Regions from separate parts of the Mus musculus genome. Here all the other regions are linked to region 2. Evidence: chromatin contacts called from public HiChIP or PLAC-seq data. All regions are on one chromosome and are shown on one strand. Each heading gives the region's core, a stretch centred on a gene start, on an enhancer-like site or on the middle of the called end of the contact. The rest is flanking DNA. Distances are from core to core; before and after follow the strand shown. Region 1 overlaps Gm41414 (predicted gene, 41414). Region 2 overlaps Gm41414 (predicted gene, 41414). Region 3 overlaps Gm41414 (predicted gene, 41414).

What was found. HiChIP or PLAC-seq counts read pairs in DNA pulled down with a chosen protein or histone mark.
Region 1: an H3K27ac HiChIP or PLAC-seq map of T-cell acute lymphoblastic leukemia shows a contact between it and region 2, with 3 times the contacts expected there. The contact joins two enhancer-like sites. A contact is called at or near these places in 2 of 15 datasets of contacts at CTCF or cohesin (CD8 T cells and stem cell-derived epiblast-like cells), 40 of 484 Hi-C or Micro-C datasets (CD4 T cells, CD8 T cells, DN2 thymocytes and 30 more), 7 of 115 datasets of contacts at active chromatin or transcription factors (the SCID.adh cell line, T-cell acute lymphoblastic leukemia, Th17 cells and 4 more) and 2 of 9 other capture datasets (embryonic stem cells and liver).
Region 3: a contact with region 2 is called in an H3K27ac HiChIP or PLAC-seq map of thymic regulatory T cells, with 2.8 times the contacts expected there. The contact joins two enhancer-like sites. A contact is called at or near these places in 1 of 15 datasets of contacts at CTCF or cohesin (CD8 T cells), 9 of 484 Hi-C or Micro-C datasets (CD4 T cells, the HPC-7 cell line, bone marrow-derived DN2 thymocytes and 6 more) and 3 of 115 datasets of contacts at active chromatin or transcription factors (the SCID.adh cell line, T-cell acute lymphoblastic leukemia and thymic regulatory T cells).

The regions. Positions count from the first base shown.
Region 1 is chr16:5,364,701-5,367,400 of GRCm38.p6, forward strand. The region is part of intron 1 of Gm41414 (predicted gene, 41414); the gene reads left to right. Among named protein-coding and RNA genes, the nearest start is that of Gm41414, 59 kb to the left of the region's middle. Within about 2 kb of position 1,446, at least 17 of the 459 cell types and tissues checked have an H3K27ac peak or open chromatin away from gene starts, as enhancers often do. A contact at or near this core is called in the P5424 cell line, the SCID.adh cell line, T-cell acute lymphoblastic leukemia and 3 more, where this site is marked.
Region 2 is chr16:5,451,907-5,454,606 of GRCm38.p6, forward strand. It overlaps Gm41414 (predicted gene, 41414), which reads left to right. Exons shown (of 3, transcript NR_169081.1): 3 at 1-349. Among named protein-coding and RNA genes, the nearest start is that of Gm41416, 31 kb to the right of the region's middle. Within about 2 kb of position 1,280, at least 36 of the 459 cell types and tissues checked have an H3K27ac peak or open chromatin away from gene starts, as enhancers often do. A contact at or near this core is called in the P5424 cell line, the SCID.adh cell line, T-cell acute lymphoblastic leukemia and 4 more, where this site is marked.
Region 3 is chr16:5,381,553-5,384,252 of GRCm38.p6, forward strand. All of the region lies in intron 1 of Gm41414 (predicted gene, 41414), which reads left to right. Among named protein-coding and RNA genes, the nearest start is that of Gm41414, 76 kb to the left of the region's middle. Within about 2 kb of position 1,324, at least 45 of the 459 cell types and tissues checked have an H3K27ac peak or open chromatin away from gene starts, as enhancers often do. A contact at or near this core is called in the SCID.adh cell line, T-cell acute lymphoblastic leukemia and thymic regulatory T cells, where this site is marked.

The DNA.
Region 1 (2,700 bases), core at 196-2,695, 87 kb before region 2:
CCTGCCTGGCATTTATGAAGCATTAGTCTTGAGCAAGGCCTGCCGTGAGTCAGGGCAATCCCAGGCAGGTGTCAGCCTTGTCACAATGCTGCTCCTCCTGTGAGGTATCTGATGCCTGTTCCCACCACAGTGGAGGTCGCTGGCCTGGCTGCAGAACTCAGGATGTATTGGTCTTCTATATGAAGGGGCAGGGTCTGTCCAAGCCCATTAATAACTCATGGTTGTTATGTCTAGTTCTCTGCTTCAACGTGCCACAAAGTATCAATTTGTTTGCCAGTTGTCCTGTAGGCAAGCACATTCATTGACCTCTCTGTCAGGGTCAGGGCCAGCAGGATTCAGAGAACAGAGCGATCTGGAGTCAGAGTAGCTGGGTAGGGGTGCATATAAGCAGGACTTGATCTTAAGACCAGCCAACTCCAGGTTTTGAACCCTGTAGTCTAACTGCAGCTCAGTGGTTAACTGAGTAGTCAACTGGTGAGAGCATATAGCTCCTTTTCCAACTTCTGTGAATTGATTGGCCTGAGAATGCAATGACAAACGCCACTGGGAATGTCTTCTGTTGGTCTGAATTCCAGCTTTTACATGTCTGTGAACTTGAGGCTTGGGAGCAAGCCAGCATGGGCCTTCTTATCTATCAGTCCTGCAGCTTCGTTGTTGGTGGAGAGATCTATTTCTAGGTATCTTTAATCTTAATGTTTTATCTGCACACATTTCAAACCGGAGAAAAGTTACAAGCACAGAGCAATGAATACCGCACACCTTCCCCAGGTGCTAGGTGTATTCCTTGGCTGGGTACTAGGGAGGCAGGGTATTGGAGCCCTAGGACTCTCTTTGGCCAGCCAGCCTAGCCTATTTGCTGAGCTCCAGGCCAGTGAGATACCCTGTCTCAAAAGACAAGGCACCTGAAGAATGTCACCTGTGGCTGTGCTCTGGCTTCACATGTACACACACACACACACACACACACACACACGCACATACACACACACACACTCATATGACACCCTTCCCCACCGCCACTTGTGCTCCTTACTCTCACAAAGGAGTTAGGATGATGACGCTACACTCATTTAACCTACAGGGACTCCCCAGTCACTCCACACTGCCTTTGTATCCTCTGCAGCTGCTCTTCCTGGAGCACAATGCCCAATCAGACACAATGCCTTCCGTTTTCACATCTGAAAACTTCCTTACACTCGAGGAGTCCTGAGCCACCTTGTGCTGCTTTGTAATTGAGTCTTTAAGCAGCCCTTGTCCTTGTGTGGTGCTTGGCAAAAATTCCTGTTGCAGACACAGGGTGGATCTGTCTGTCACCTTCTGAGGAGACTCAGGGATGGCAGTTTTGGCAGCTGTGCTAAGGAAGCCACGGAGTGTCCTTGGACCATCACACCCAGATCAGATGATGTCAGCATACTAGAGGAGATGCTCTGTAAAGTCACTTTGCTGAGAAGAGTCACTTCCTGTCTGACACCCAGGCTGAAAACTGATTTCCCACTCAGGCAACAAGTGCCAGGTGCATTCTGGGAGACCTTGATGAGCCCTGACCTGGGATGACTGGATATATCCAGTACTGGCTGGTCAATGCTGCTACATGAAGATGACCCTGGGCTTAGGGTGTGCCTAACACAGTGACTAGTGTTCTCATAAGAGGGACAAGAGGGAGATCAGCCACTCAGAGGAGGTAGAGGGGCCTTACGGCACGAGCAGAGGTGGAAGGAATACATCTTAGCTTCCTTTTGTGGTAAAAGTATTGTGACAAAAAGCAGCTTGGATGATGTGGTGAGACTGCCCTCCATCCCCCACCCCGCCGGGCCCAAGCATTTGAACCCTTGGTCCCCAGTTGGTGCTCTTTGGGAGGATTAAGTGGTATGGCCTTGTTGGAAGAAGTATGTCAATGATGGGTTTTGCAAGCTCAAAGATTCTTGCTCTTTCCAATTTTCTCTTTCTGCTTCCTGATGGCAGTTCATGAGGTGAGCCCTCAGTTTCTGCTCCAGCCACTGTATCTGTTCCTGAATGTCACACTTCCACCATGATGGACTTTGGAGCCATGAGTCAGATAAACCCTTCCTCTACAAGTTGTGTTGGTCATGGTGTTTCATCACAGCAACAGAAAAGTAATGAATACATATGGTACTGTGTTTCTGTTAGTCACCACTCCTGGTTACAGGAGTCACGGAGACAGACACTGTTGGGCATTGGTTGCATCACATGCATGATCAGGAGCAGAGAGCAAGAAATGCATGCAAACGTGATTGTGCTCAGCTCACTTTTCCACTCTCACCGCTCACTTAGGGAATGGCGCTGCCTACAGTGGATGGCTTTTCCCACCTCAATTACCATAATTAAGAGGCAAATCCAAAAGCCAACTTGATTTGGAAAATCCCTCATCGAGATGCTTTTCCTGGGCAATTCTAGGTTGTGTTGATTATTAAACCTAACATCACAGGCACCAGGGGGTGGCAGTAGCCACTGGAAGTTGGGGTGAGGGTGAGATCAGATGGCCTCTTGGAACCTCCAGAACGAACCAGTTCTACTGACCTTTATGTTGGCCTTAATACTTGCTAATATTCTAATTGTTGTGACCAAGTACTTGGCAGAAACAGTTTTAAAAGTGAAATGTCTACTTGGTTCATAGTTTCTAAGAGTTCTGTCTATGGTATCTTGGCCTCATGGTGACAGCACGTGCGCACGTGTTATAGT
Region 2 (2,700 bases), core at 30-2,529:
TGATTCAAATTTGTCCTACACAGCCCTACAAGGGAAGGAGACTCTGCAACAGGAATCTCGACAGGTAGCCTTTGGCTGGCCCATGTCCTCTCTGTGTGATGTGGTTGCTTTATCAGATGCATATGGAGGGTGTGAGACTGTGAGAGGTGGGGCTAGACCTGGATGGACGGTACCACTTTCTTACTAGGCTTTCCACACATCTACTGGGTGAGCAGCACCTTGGCTGGAGACCATGGATGGGGAGTATTTGGACCATTGCTTGTCTCTGCAGAGCCTGGAGCTGCAATAGGGATTGGGTCTGACTTACCAACTGTCCTGCTTTGTTGATTAAAAAGTTTTGTTTGATCTAGTTTCTATGTCTGCCTGTCTGCCTGCCTGCCTGCCTGCCTAGTCTCTGTCAGGGCTGACAAAATCAGCTTGACACATAGTACCAGTGACTCACTGGGTGCCTTGTTGGATGCTGTGACCACTCTTAGATGTTCTATCTCCCTGGCAAGACTGGGTCTGACCACCTTTCTCTATCCACGTGGGTTAGAAGGCTGGGAGTAAGGTACCTCACTCCTAGCTGTACACACTGCAGCCTGGTTTCTTCATTTGTCTGGAGGCTTTCCTTAGTTCCCTACACGTGGGCATTTACACACACTAGTATGGTGATGGAATTCTTAAAGATCCACAGCCACTGGGAACTCCCTCAGTGTTTGATGCCTCCAGAGCACTCAGAGGCTCCTTGGTCAGAGGCAAGGAAGTGTGGGTGGCTTTCTGGTGTGAAAGGGAATCCCATGTTTCTCAAAGCTTAGGGGCCAGAGTGTGACTGAATGGCTTATCTATAGTCAAGGTCAAGGTGGCTGCTGGCTTTCTCTTCCTTTCTGCTGACCCGAGGCCTGACCCCTGGGTGCTTCACTCACTGAGCAGAGGGCAGACTGTGTTCAACGCTGCTGCTCATGCTGCCAAGGAAAGGCCCACAGACTGGATGTGAAGGTCCCCAGAAGCATGGTATGGGCATCTGAGATGGAGAAAAGGCTGGTGAGTGTAGCACAGGCAAGCCTACCTCCACAGCAGACTCTGCCCGACTCCCCAGAGAGCACAACAGCTACCTACTCTGCCTGGAGGCTGACATCCACTGCCTTTGCTCAAGCTCTCGGGGGCTGGAAGCTGTGCACACATGATCCCAGCACAGGTGGATTTCTGAAGCATAGCTGTAAGTGAGGACAGAGTGCAGGAGTAAACAGGCTAGCCCACTGAGAGGATGCCCCTCCCTCCTGAGGTCTTACCAGGAAACCAGCGGAGCCCATGCTTCTGCGCAAGGCACTCTGGGCAGGAGACTGTCTGGGTCTGGACTCACTGTCAGGGTCTGGGGAACACCTCACAAACTATTCAGACACCAATCTCAGTCAACCAGGGCTGGTTTATTGAACGCCACACCCTAAGGCTGATCGATCAGGGCTGCAGACTAGCTCAGGAGCTGCCTGGGACCTTGAGTTAAGATCCTTTAGGGCTTTTAAGCCTAAAATCCACAAGCATATGTGCCACGTTATTCTACCAATCAGGGTTTAGGGATTAGGGACTCTGTTAGGAACAGGTCTGTGTTGTACATTTATCCTGCTCCCATTGGTTGGGGTATTCAGTTGTGACACAGGACTTGCCTTGTCTAGCATTATTGTCTTAACTTGTCAGTCCATGCACATGTCTCTTTTTGCCAACCTGGAAGTCAGTTCCCAGGGGGATCTTGGGAACGTAAGCTTTACTTAACCTCTCTTCAAAAGGGAAGTCTTTTTCCAAATAGCTTCTTATATTGGTGCAGATGTCTCTCTTATGTTGGGGTCCATCTCGGGGGCAGCTTATCAAGACAAGAAGCCATAAAAGCTCATACACAGGTGCAGGAAGTGCTGCTGGGTGGTTGGTTCGGGTCCAAGCTTATTGTGGTTAACTGTACAAAGCAGTTCTAACCGGCTTCTGTAGTAATTGGTTTCCAATAATACTAAGGCACAAAATGTCACAGAACCTATAGTCAACTTGGGCATGAGAAAGTTTCTTACTCACAGCAGTAACAACATATGAGAAAGTTTCCTTATAATATTAGTAACAGCACAAAATGGCAGGCTAGTCGGGTAACACTTTTACCTAGATCTGAGCACTCACCACTGGGAAGAATGCAAACCCTGGGGCTCTTTCCATGGAAGGAAGATGCTGTTTTCCTATTTCTAAAACTCACTACCACATGGAGAACAGATGATAGTGTCACTGTCACGGAGCCTTCTCTCCCCGCCATCCCTTGGGTACATAATACTCCTCTCCCTCTTTCCCGCCCTTCTCTGTGAAGATCTCTGGGCTAGCCAGGTGGCACAGGGTAATCTGTAAAATAAGGACTGAACTCTGGCATTTGTTGAGCACCTACTGTGCTACTGTGTTCCTGGCTCTATAATCTTGTAAACTTCCCATTACCTACAGAGCAAGGTCATCACTAAATCTATTTCAGGAGGGGAGCTTCCTGCTCAGAAGGGCAAGCAAGTGCCCACACAAAGCTTCCAGGTCACTGGAGGGAACGATGAGCGTGGGAATCCAGATGTGAGCCGCTCTGAAGCTGCCTTGAGGAGGGAGGGGCTGAGCATGCATTCTGGGCGGGCACTGTTCTCTAGATTCGGGCTCCTTTGTGACTTCTCAGAGCAATGGCTGTCATCCTGTCCGTGTTAAGTCTTTCTC
Region 3 (2,700 bases), core at 74-2,573, 70 kb before region 2:
TCTAGGTTGGTGCTTTACCAGTGTGCTATGTCCCCAGCCATAGCGAAGCTTTACTCAAAGCATGAGCCTGGTGGGCTAAGAAGCACAGAGACCTCTGCTTGCGGGGAGGAAGTGTCTGAGACCTGTGTGAACTTATGAGAACAAGAGGGACCAAGATGTCCACAGTGACTTCAGACCTTCCTTAGAGGACTAAGATGGCAGATAGGAACGATGTCCTTTGATTGGCTTTGACGTTAGATGGGCTTAGATACTCATGTTTGAAAGACTCTGTGGGGAACCATGCTGAGCAGTTTTACATCAACTTGACATAGTGTAGAGTCATCTGGGAGGAGGAAATATTAATTGAGGAAATGCCTCCATAAGGGTGGGATGTAGGCAAGCCTGTGGGATATTTTCTTAAGTAGTGATTGATGAGGGAGGGCCCAGTCCATTATGAGTGATGCCATCCCTGGGCTGGTGGTCTTGAGTTCAATAAGAAAGCAGGTTGAGCAAGCCAGTAAGTAGCATCCCTCTGTGACTTCTGCATCAGCTCCTGTCTCCAGGTTCCTATCCTGTTCAAGTTCCAGCCCTGACTGCCTTTGAGGATGAGCTATTCCATCTAAGTGGGAGTAAAATAGCCCTTTCCTCCTTAAGTTGCTTTGGCCATGGTTTTTTTTTTGTTTGTTTGTTTGTTTGTTTGTTTTATCATATTCCTGGCTAAGGCCGAAACAGTAGCCCAGCCCAGACTCAGGTCCCTGCCCTTGCAGTACACAGGCTGCTGAGTCCCGAGGCCCTATTGGGAGCCAGCTCTCTGTGATATGATGTCACCTTCCTGCCTTGCTGATGGTGGAGCAGAACTGCTGTCTTCTCAGCTGCCAGGTGCCTCTCTGCCTGGTTCCCTCTGCCTCAGACGAGGAGGGATTAGCAAATGTTAATCTTGTAATCTTAGGCTGTTCACCACAGTGTGTGCCAGACCCGTGTCTGTGACAGCTTGTGAGCCAAAACATGTGCTCTCCTTTTCTTTGGCTTCCCTCCTCCCCTCCCTTCCTTTTCTTTCTTTCTTCTCTCCCTTTCCCCCTCCCTCTCTCCCTCCTCCCTCCACATATGTCCCTCCCTCTCCTTCCCTTTCCTCCCTTTTTCCTCTTGGGATGATACCCAGTGCCTTGCCCTTGGAAGCAAGCTCAGCTTCCAAGCCTCTCAGCAGCTGGGCAGTCAGCACTGAAACTCACTCACAGGCCACGCCTAGCGTGTGCTTTTGTGAGCCTGCAGAACATTCCTGGGCCAGAGCAAGTGGCCTTGATCCATCCCTTCCTTCTCAGTCAAGGGATTTCCACAGCAGAGAAGGGATTTCCACAGCAGAGGCAGAGAGACAGATGAGAAACTGACAGAGACTGGGAGGTGTGTGTGTGTGTGTGTGTGTGTGGAGAGAGAGAGAGAGAGAGAGAGAGAGAGAGAGAGAGAGAGAGAGAGAGAGAGAGAGCATGCGAAGGTTGAACCTTTCCCTGGGTCAGCACCAATGGCCTCACAGACCTTGAGTTCCCATTGGCTGGGAGTGCTCCTGAGAGTGCTTGGTGGAAGGATGCTGTGCAGAGATCCAGCAAGCCTCACACCTGCCATCAGGGCTGCCTTCTTGGGGAGCCACAGGGAGGGCTGTTCCTCCCACGGACACAAGCTTTTCCAGGCAGCTTCCTTCCTGTCTTTTGCTTTTAAAAAAGATTCATTTTAAAGCATAATGACCTTTTTGCGATTTCCTTTCTATAGTCTCCCACAGTGAGCGCTGACAACAGCAGTGTGTTGCACTGCCTGCCAATTTGAGGGGGGAAATTCTAAAAACATCTAAAAGAAAAAAAAAAAAAAACCTCACATCAGGAGACAGGCATGCAGAGCCTGCAGTTGCTGAGGTGGGGGACATTTCTGGAATATTCAACAACTGCTTCTATTTTAATAAGGAAGCAGGGGGTGAGAGCTTGCCTTGGGCTGTGGTAACCAGATCTGGTTTTCATGAAACCAGCAGGTTCTTTGGTTCATGGTTCTCGAGGCTGGAGGCTCTGTGGGTCACCTGCCTTGCTCTGGCTGGGTAGCTATACCTTGGGTTACACTTGGGCTGCACCCAAGGGCTCCAGAGAATGAGCTATTGGGTGCTGGAGGAAGAGAACAGCCCACAGCAGGTGCACTGGGCCTGAACTGTCCTCATGGTGGGTGGTTCTGGAGCATTCAATATGGGCCAACAACTGTGGCAGGAAGTGGGGACTATAGATGCGGTCCTCGGCTCTGAGAAGGCAGAGGACAATTACGCATTTTGAATATGGCCCAAATTGCCATCATCCTTCCGTCCTTGGCAGAGGCCATGGAGAGCTTCCTCACCCTTCACACGCTGGACTGGCAACTCAGCTTCCCAGATGACTGCCAACCTGCTGTTGATGGCTGGTGTGCTATCTGCTTGCAGAGGGGACATGTGGACAGGACCTAAGTGCCCAGTGGTGGGGGATGGTTCAGCACACAGTGGTGCTGCCTACCTGAGTGTGGGTTTAGAAATGGGCAAAAAATAGAGGATACTTCTACTTCTTAACATAGCCCCGAGATCGCTGGAAGGAGCTGTGGAATCCAGGCCCAATGTTTGCAAGAGGAGTTTACAGGCTCTGCACAGTCCAGGGTCCTCCAGCTTCTCACACAGCCTCTGGTAGGGCTTAGTCTTGGGAACAGGAGGGATAGCCAACTGTA